2 separate regions of the Rattus norvegicus genome follow, and region 2 is linked to region 1. The links are chromatin contacts, called in public Hi-C maps. All regions are on one chromosome and are shown on one strand. The core of a region is the stretch at or near the end of the contact, and the rest is flanking DNA. Distances in the headings are between cores, read along the strand shown.

The links. Hi-C and Micro-C count contacts between places; a contact is called where the count stands out from the background.
Region 2: a Hi-C map of liver shows a contact between it and region 1, with 1.9 times the contacts expected there. The contact joins the promoter of Nrg4 here to the enhancer-like site in region 1. A contact is called at or near these places in 2 of 12 Hi-C or Micro-C datasets (kidney and liver).

The regions. Positions count from the first base shown.
Region 1 is chr8:64,503,148-64,507,355 of GRCr8, forward strand. It overlaps Nrg4 (neuregulin 4), which reads right to left. Exons shown (of 7, transcript NM_001191109.3): 5 at 1,899-1,978. Among named protein-coding and RNA genes, the nearest start is that of Fbxo22, 29 kb to the left of the region's middle. Within about 2 kb of position 2,159, at least 3 of the 93 cell types and tissues checked have an H3K27ac peak or open chromatin away from gene starts, as enhancers often do. A contact at or near this core is called in liver, where this site is marked.
Region 2 is chr8:64,553,274-64,557,481 of GRCr8, forward strand. It overlaps Nrg4 (neuregulin 4), which reads right to left and starts at 1,900. Exons shown (of 7, transcript NM_001191109.3): 1 at 1,722-1,900; 2 at 822-885. The coding sequence starts at 831.

The sequences.
Region 1 (4,208 bases), core at 909-3,408:
GACATCATCTGGAATACAGCTGAGAGCTCACATCTGGATCCACGAGCAGGAGACAGAGAACGCACTGGGAATCGCATAATCTTTAAAAACCTCAAAGTCCAACCACAGTGACACACCTCCTCCAACAAGGCCACCCCCAGTAATCCTTCCCAAGCAGTTCCACCAGCTTGGAGCCAAATATTCAAGCACAGGAGCCTATGGGGGTTATTGTCACTCAGACTACCACAGGCCTTCTACTGCTTTTGTTAGCCCTATCCCTGTATACGTTGAGACGCTGTTACAAAAATGCATTGCTTTTAAGGTTTTTATATCTAGCAGTCTCCAATATATGGAAATATATTTTACCTCTTAATATTACTAACCTTGCAACAGCACTGAACTGCCATCTTTGTCTCATATTCTGTACTCTCCAGTATTTCTAAATGAGTTTATGGAGAATGGTTGTTGCTTCAGTGGAAGTATGGCATAAGGTCAGATATTTGAGCCTGGACTGTCATTGAAGAAAAGTTTCTACACAAATTCGATCAATGAATATAGAACTATTTGAATTTTAATTTAAAAAAAAACTTTTCATATTACTCTCTAGATTTTATTTTATTTTTTGAAACAGGGTTCCATGGAGCCCAGGCTGGCCTCATTGTAGCTGAGGATATCCTGCACTTCTGATCTTCCTGTCTGTATTTCTTCTCATGGTATTATAGGCAGGCATAACAGAGCCTGGGTTTATGTAATGCTAAGGACAGAACCAGGGCACCTTGACACGTGAGCCGCAGACCTGGCCCCTCAAGTTAGCCCTTTCTTTGGTAGTTTTTGTTCTTTAAAGGATTTGTCCATTTAACCTAAATTATGCCAGCTCTTTTCCTGTTGCCTTATCTGTAGTATTGCTAGAAATGCTACCTAATTTTGTTGTTGATATTGCTAATTCCTGTCCTGAGTAGGAGTCTAGAACCATGCCACCAAGCCCAGCATTTAAAAACGAGATTTATTTCACTTTAGTGTATGTGTGCTTGTGTGTGTGTGTGTGCATGTGTGTATGTGTGTGAGTTCATGTGTGCCATGTGTGCCCATGTGCACACATGTGTATGTTGGTTTGCACACATGAGTGTGTGTGCATGTGCATTTGTGTGTGCATGTTTGTACATGTATATGCATGTGTGTGCCCATGTGTATGCATGTGTGTGAGCACATGCATGTGTATGTGTGCACATGTATGCATGTGTGTATGCATGTGTGTGTGTGTGTACACAGATGCAACTACATACTGAGAGCAGAGGTCAACTGATGCTTCATATGGTTTGTTCATTTTTCGTTGCTTTCAACTAAGAGGAAGAGCATCCAGTGCACACTGTCTTACTTTTCCAGAAATCTTAAAACAGCTTGAAAACACTGACTTGTCTATGGTTTTCCCAGAGATTCTCTCACTCCTATCCTAAGGTAATTCTCTGCCCCAGCCTCCCAGCATAGCTCATGCCAGAATGGCTCTAGAACACTGTTCCTCAGATCTGCTGTAGCACATTACAGCTGAGGGGATCACTTCACGTGCTGAAATTCATATAATGTCACATTTATTTTGTGAAAAAATATTACTTTTGTCACACTGCTAATAAAAAGCTAATCTGCCGGGCGGTGGTGCCCCATGCCTTTAATCCCAGCATTCAGGAGGTGGAGGTAAGCAGGTCTCTAAGGCCAGCCTGGTCTACAGAGTGGGCTCAGCCAGGGTACACAGAGAAACCCTGTCTTAAAAAGCAAACAAATAGGGAAAAGAGAAAAGGAAAAAGAAAAGTATTCTCATGTGAAAAATAACAACAAGCCCGAAATTGAGGGGAAGTTTTAGTCTCCCTTCTTTGATGGCCGAGAGCACAAGTCTGTACACAACAGCCCATTTGGACTTTACTCACTGTGGCGGGCACTGGTATTGCCTGTCTCCACCAGGCTGATCTCACACTGGACTGAACTGGCTCTCTGAAGGTGGCCCTTCCTGGCATCAAAGAGAAGAGAAATACAAATGAGAAGTGGGTAACTCGAAAGCATGTCAGGAGAGTCCGAAAGAGAATTAGCCTGGAATATTTGGAAGCACATTCTCTCTTTAGAGCTACCTAACAGTGGAGAACTGCCCTAGCGTTGTACCCCTCCCCCACCTTAGCCAACCTGCCCGCAGAGGTGGCGGTGGCACTGTGGGTGCTGCTGAGCTGAGCCTACAAGTGTGACATTGATACTGAGCCATAGGGCGGTGTATCTGTAAAGAGATAACTCCCGCCATTGTGGACCCATTTGTGTAATATGGGATGGCCTTAGTGAACAACTTTAATTCACGACAATAGAAAAATCATTTTGAACCTAAACTTCATCAGCCTTGGGTTGTCTGATTATAACCTTATCCAGGCTATAATTTGTGGCCATGTGAATTTTAAAGACTGTTCTAAATATTAAAATGAAAATCAAAATGTACAAAGTTTCTTTATTTTTTCAATATTTCAACCCCAACGTATTATGTTAGTGAAAACGAATCAACGTCATGTAGCCGTGCCAAAATGGCATTTTTCAAAAGCACCCGGACCTTTAGTCCTAAAATGCCAATTTCAGATGAAGTTTTAGCACTGGGGGTGGGGGACACTTTGGGCCTCATCATTCAGGTAGAATCATCTCCTGAGTTACAGAAAGCCCAAGGCTGCAGGTCGAAGCACTCTCAACCACCAATCGGTCAGAACGGATAGAGAACTATTTGTTTTTGTTTATTAAACATTCTTTTCTTTTTAAAAATATTATTATGATTATTATTATTTAATCTTTTTTTTACAACCCAGTCATTATTCCCCTTCCAGTCCACCCTCCAACTGTTTCTCATCCCATATCTTCCCCCCATCCAGTCTCCAAGAGGATGTCCTCGCCCCACCCCATCCCATCCCCACCCCACCAGGCCACACCATTCCCTGGGGCCTCAAGTCTCTCTAGTATTAGGGCTGTCTTCTCTCACTAAGGCCAGACCAGGCAATCCTCTGCTGTATATGTGTTGGGGGCTTCAGACCAGAGCTCCTGTATGCTGCCTGGTTGGTGGTTTAGTGTCTGAGAGATCTCAGGGGTCCAGGTCAGTTGAGACTGCTGGTCTTCCTATGGGGTCGCCCTCCTCCTCAGCTTCCTCCAGCCTTTCCCTAATTCAACCACAGGGGTCCCTGGCTTCTGACTATTGGCTGGGTGTAAGTATCTGCATCTGACTCTTTCAGCTGCTTGTGGGGCCTCTGTAGGAGGGCAGCCATGCTAGGCTCCTGTTTCCTCCCTCTCTGCCAGTGCAAGCACGCGTGTGTGATTAGCACATTTGCTGGTTTAGCGGTCTGAGGAAGTTGTCTTCCTCTATTATTTCCTGCCTTTTTCCCTTGAGACAGGCAGCGTCATTTGAAACAACGCTCACCATTTCAGCTAGGCTAGCCGGCTGGTGAGCTGGTTCCCACCTGTCTCCACCCCAGTCCCAAACACTGGCGGTTCACGCACATGCAGTAATGCCTAGCTTTTATATGGGTGCTGGAGATTCAAACTCACAACCTTGTGCTTGCAGAGCAAGTACTCACTAAGCCAGCTTTCCAGCCACCCCCACCCCTTTCATTTTTTTGGAGACAGTCTCATTTTGTGTCCCAGGCAGGTCTAGAATTTGGTCATCTTCCTGTGTACTTCTCCCAAGTTCTGGAATCACAGATACCTCACCACCCCCACAAGGGCTGGGGTCACAGGCATACACTACATGCCTGGCTTAGTTTCACTCTTAGAGGAATATTACTAAGCCCAGAAACACCATACGAAGTTAGTAGACAATAGCACGCAGCCTTTGTCTAGCTCTCATGGGCAATAATGGTCAGATTGATTCTGCCGGTGTGGTGAGGACATGTGTTACATCTGCTCAAGCTGTCATTAAGAATGCAAGAAGGATCTAAGAAGACGGCTCACTTGGTAAAGTGCCCGCCTCGAGAGCATGAGGAGACCCTGAGTCAGGCCCCCAGAACCGTGTCTTTAAGTGTGTGTGGTGGCGTATCCTTGTGATTGAGCACTGAAGAGGCAGACACAGGCAGATCCCTGGGGCTCACTGGCCAGGCAGCCTACTGTATTTACTAAGTCCAGGCCAAGCAAGGTGGATAATGCTTGGGTAATGATAGCTGATGCACACATGTGTATATGGGCACATATACAAAGGAAATATGCGATTTCAAGCACATTTCAGT
Region 2 (4,208 bases), core at 650-3,149, 50 kb after region 1:
AGCTTTACTTTCTCTTTCACATGGGAAAATCGAGAATTTCTCCTTAATTAGAACATACCATTGCTTTAAAATTGCATGCTGCTAGTTCCTGACTGTTTCTGCCTAGGACGTGAGCCAGGATCACCTCATGTGAAGAGGAAAATGGCATTACCTCCATTTGACATCCAACTTGGCATTACAAAATGATATGCCGTTAAGAAAACGTGCTAGTATATTGAATTCTAAAATATTGATACCTCTTAACATATAATTGCAAAGAGCTAGAAATCTCCAGTCTGAATTTGAAAAGTTTAAATTTTCCTTTTACTTTAGAAACAACAAAAACTGGTTTCAGTTTCAGATTGCAACTATGAAAGTAAAAAATAAAAAAAAAGGTATACAATACTAAAGAAGAAAAAAACACAAAGAATTTAGTGTTAAAGAAACAAAAATAAACTGGCTCAAACTTGTTTTCTTCAGATTCCCTTTTCTTTTTTATACAAAGCCATGTCTCTTCATAATTCAACTCCCAACACTACTCACCTAACCTGAATTACTACCTCTTGGCTCATTTTATTCTCATTTCATTCACTTAGTGTTTGAGATGTTGATACGAGATAGAAAGCTAGAATCTGTCACTTTGTAAAAAGAAAAAAACAATAAAACATAAGTAAAAAAATTAAATAGCTTTATGTTATATAGGTCTCTCAAAGCTAAACTACTTAATGTTTTTGGAAGGCTTTGTATGGGAGACAGTATAGCTTTATATTAATATACATTTGTCATTTTCTTACTAAATAAACTCACACATAGACAGAAAGTATGAACTTACAAGAAATTACCTGTTGGCATCTTAATTTTCAAATAGTTTCATTCTTGGTGGGAGGATTAGGGTTGAAACAGCACCTAAAATAATTTAAAATTTACATTTTAGGGGAAGTTATCCTGTTTGGAGGACATTATAACGTGCCAAACGTTCTATCAGCAAATCTCTAAAATGTTGAAAATTAAACATGCATGACAGGATGTGAGCATCTTAGACACAAAGACGGTGCTGAAACCTTAACAGGTAAAACAGAAGACCGATGGTGAAAGGTTAGCATTGGGTGAGAACGGTGGCACAGCATCTTGCTTGCAAATGCACACGCTCAGCTGAGTCACCTCCACAGACATTTGTGCTTTTAAATCACGAAGCCCTCAGAAGCCTAACTTCCACCGAGAACCCGTGACCTCCCAACTTTTCAACTTGTTGAAAATGGCCATTCTACAGAAAAATCTCGAAAAGCATTGAAGCCCCTCAGCTACAGCTTTAAAACTTGTACAAGAGCACGTCCACGATTGGAAGGTAGAAGCTGTCAATCAATTGACAAATGCCCTTCTTTAAAATGGTGTCTGAGATTTGGCAGGGCAAGGCAAATGAGACATGCTTATGAGTGAAGTTTGTTGCCATTACAGAAACAAAGACATTAAACTAGAGCAGCAGATAATGCATTTAATCCTTACATTGTGACTGCAAGCTCTTGTCTTAGTACAAAGACTGTAATGAAAGTTTAATCTGCTATTTCATATAAGGACGTGCAATATTAAAAAGTCTTCCAGAAGCAACCTCTTTTACAGACAAGCAGAGAGAGAGAGACAGAGAGAGAGAGACAGAGAGACAGAGAGACAGAGACATAAGCACAATAAACGTTTAATCACTGGTTCATTTTCTCCTCCTCTTTCCCCAAATAAACAGAGCTTACCTCAACAAAAATTTATATTCCCATAAAAAAAGTAAATTTTGCTAGACATGCAGCGTTTCACAAGTTTTTGAACGCTGAGGACTTCGGCAGTGGTGACTCGAGCTTTACAACGTGTCAAAAATCTGATTCATGTCCCTTCAGTGTGGGCGAGGGCAAGGCAGACCAAGGTGTGAGCAGAGGTCACGAGCAGCCAGGGGAACCGCGCCCATACAGAGGTCAGGAGCAGCCCAGGGAACCACGCCCACACGTTTCCAAACCGCAAATGGGCAGGATTTCACTAAGAAAGGAGGGAGCTGCGGTAGGTGGCACCCCTAAAGCGCGGTCCAAGTTTCAAAGTTATGAAATAAGCCACGTTCTTTAGAGCCCTTACTAATCTCTGCACATCTTCGTAACTCATAAATGTTATGTAAGTTTGTGGAGAAAAGGCATTTTGATGTGAAACTAATGGTCAGGTGCACCACAGGGTTTAAAAAACAATTTCCTTATAGACTATGTAAAATGTACAAGTAATGACTTGAACTTACAAAACTGGACGGAGCAACGGTTGAAGCAGAGCTCAGGCCTATGGTGACCCTTACAATGGTGTAACCAGTGGATCTGATAATATAAATTCTCAGGAGAACTGTGACAAAGCCATTTGTATATGCTGCCACAGTCTCTTTGAACGTGTATGTGTGTGTGTGTGTGTGTGTGTGTGTGTGTGTGTGTGTGTGTGTGTGTGTAAGTCCTGTTATGTCTGGAAGACGCTGTCTCCTTGGAGACACTGGCTTTGTCACCTCTGGCTCTTAGGATCTTCCCACCTCCCCTTCTGAGAAGATCCCTCAGCCTCATATACACTTAGAAAAGTTAAGTTCCAAAAATCATGTTTTAAAATATTAATATGTAACTCTGTCTACATGAAGCGTGGGGTTTTTCTTTATTTAAAGTATACTAAGCATTTAGATGTTTTTATTTTCTAAAAATCACAATTCAGACATCATTATTGGGTAGAAAACTCAGAAACAAATACATTTGCTCATACACACACACACACACACACACACACACAAAACAAGTTTTGACTATAGATTTATTTTCATTATCCACATTATCTCCCACATCAAATGATATAGTCATTACACATATGCATATATACATACACACATATATAAATCACTTTAGCATACAGTATTTGAGACTGAAAATGAGATTAAAATATCCTTTATTATTTTATCTGAACTAGGAAACCATTATGCTACCAATTAATATAGGAATGAACACTAAACTTCATGTGGAGATCACATAAGCCATTCATGATGCATTTATCAAAAGACATGTTACGGTGATTCGTACTGTCTTTTATACATGAGAAATTAGAAACAGGGAGAGCCATGTGATTCCTTATTTTATTATTTAAGACAGAGTCTTTAGGGGCTGGGGATTTAGCTCAGTGGTAGAGCGCTTACCTAGTAAGCGCAAGGCCCTGGGTTCGGTCCCCAGCTCCAAAAAAAAAAAAAAAAAAAAAAAAGAACCAAAAAAAAGACAGAGTCTTTATGTGTAGCCCAGGCTTGCCTAAAATTTATAGTCCTCCTGTCTTAGCTTCCTAAATGCTGCGTTTGCAGATGTGTGCTACCCAGATACATGTGAGTCTAAATTAGAAAATAAAAAGATTTTCAAACTAGCATTTCACTGTGTGAAAGTCTAGGTATTTAAGAACAGTTTCGCCATCCCCCTGTGACCAAGTGTGCTAAGCAGTGAACGCCTTTTAAACAAACACCCACCTGCTGTTGGACACAGGATAAAAAACAGAACAAGTAACTCAATAAACTCCATCACTGGTTCATCTCTGCAGTTCAGATCTTAAATGTGCTCCCACCTAAAGTGCATGGTTGAATGGTTTGGTTCCTATCTGAAGGCACTTCTGGGAGGTGGTGGAGCTTTTTAGATGTGACCTAGTGGAGGTCGGTTACTAGGATACTGGGAGCCTGACCCATCCTGTTTTCTAGACACCTCAAGATGAAGAGTTTAGCTGCATATAGTTTGATGTGATGTTCTGTCTAGCTCAGGCCCAAAAGCAATGAAGCCAACTAGCTGTGGACCATGGCTGTGGTCCAAATGAACTTCTGTTCCTTCCCTTTACTTTCTCAGGGATTTTCCACTGTGACAGAAAGCTGACACGAAAACTCATATAAAGGAGATTTTTACTTAAAACAAGGATAATTTCATGAGGGTCAACCTAAGATACTTGCCAACTCCTATGTGTGTGTGATATTTTATTATTGAACCCAGACTTTTACTGTGTAGCCTAGGCTGTATACCACTCTATAAGCACACACACATCAAAAACAGTAATACTGGTTAACTAATAAGGAAAAGTGAGAGACTCCAAGAAGTGTTATTGTATGAGTTTATTTAGTTACTTGTTCTGTTTTTTATCCTGTGTCCAACAGCAGGTGGACGTTTGTTTAAAAGGCATTAACTGCTTGGCACACTTGTTCACAGGGAAAT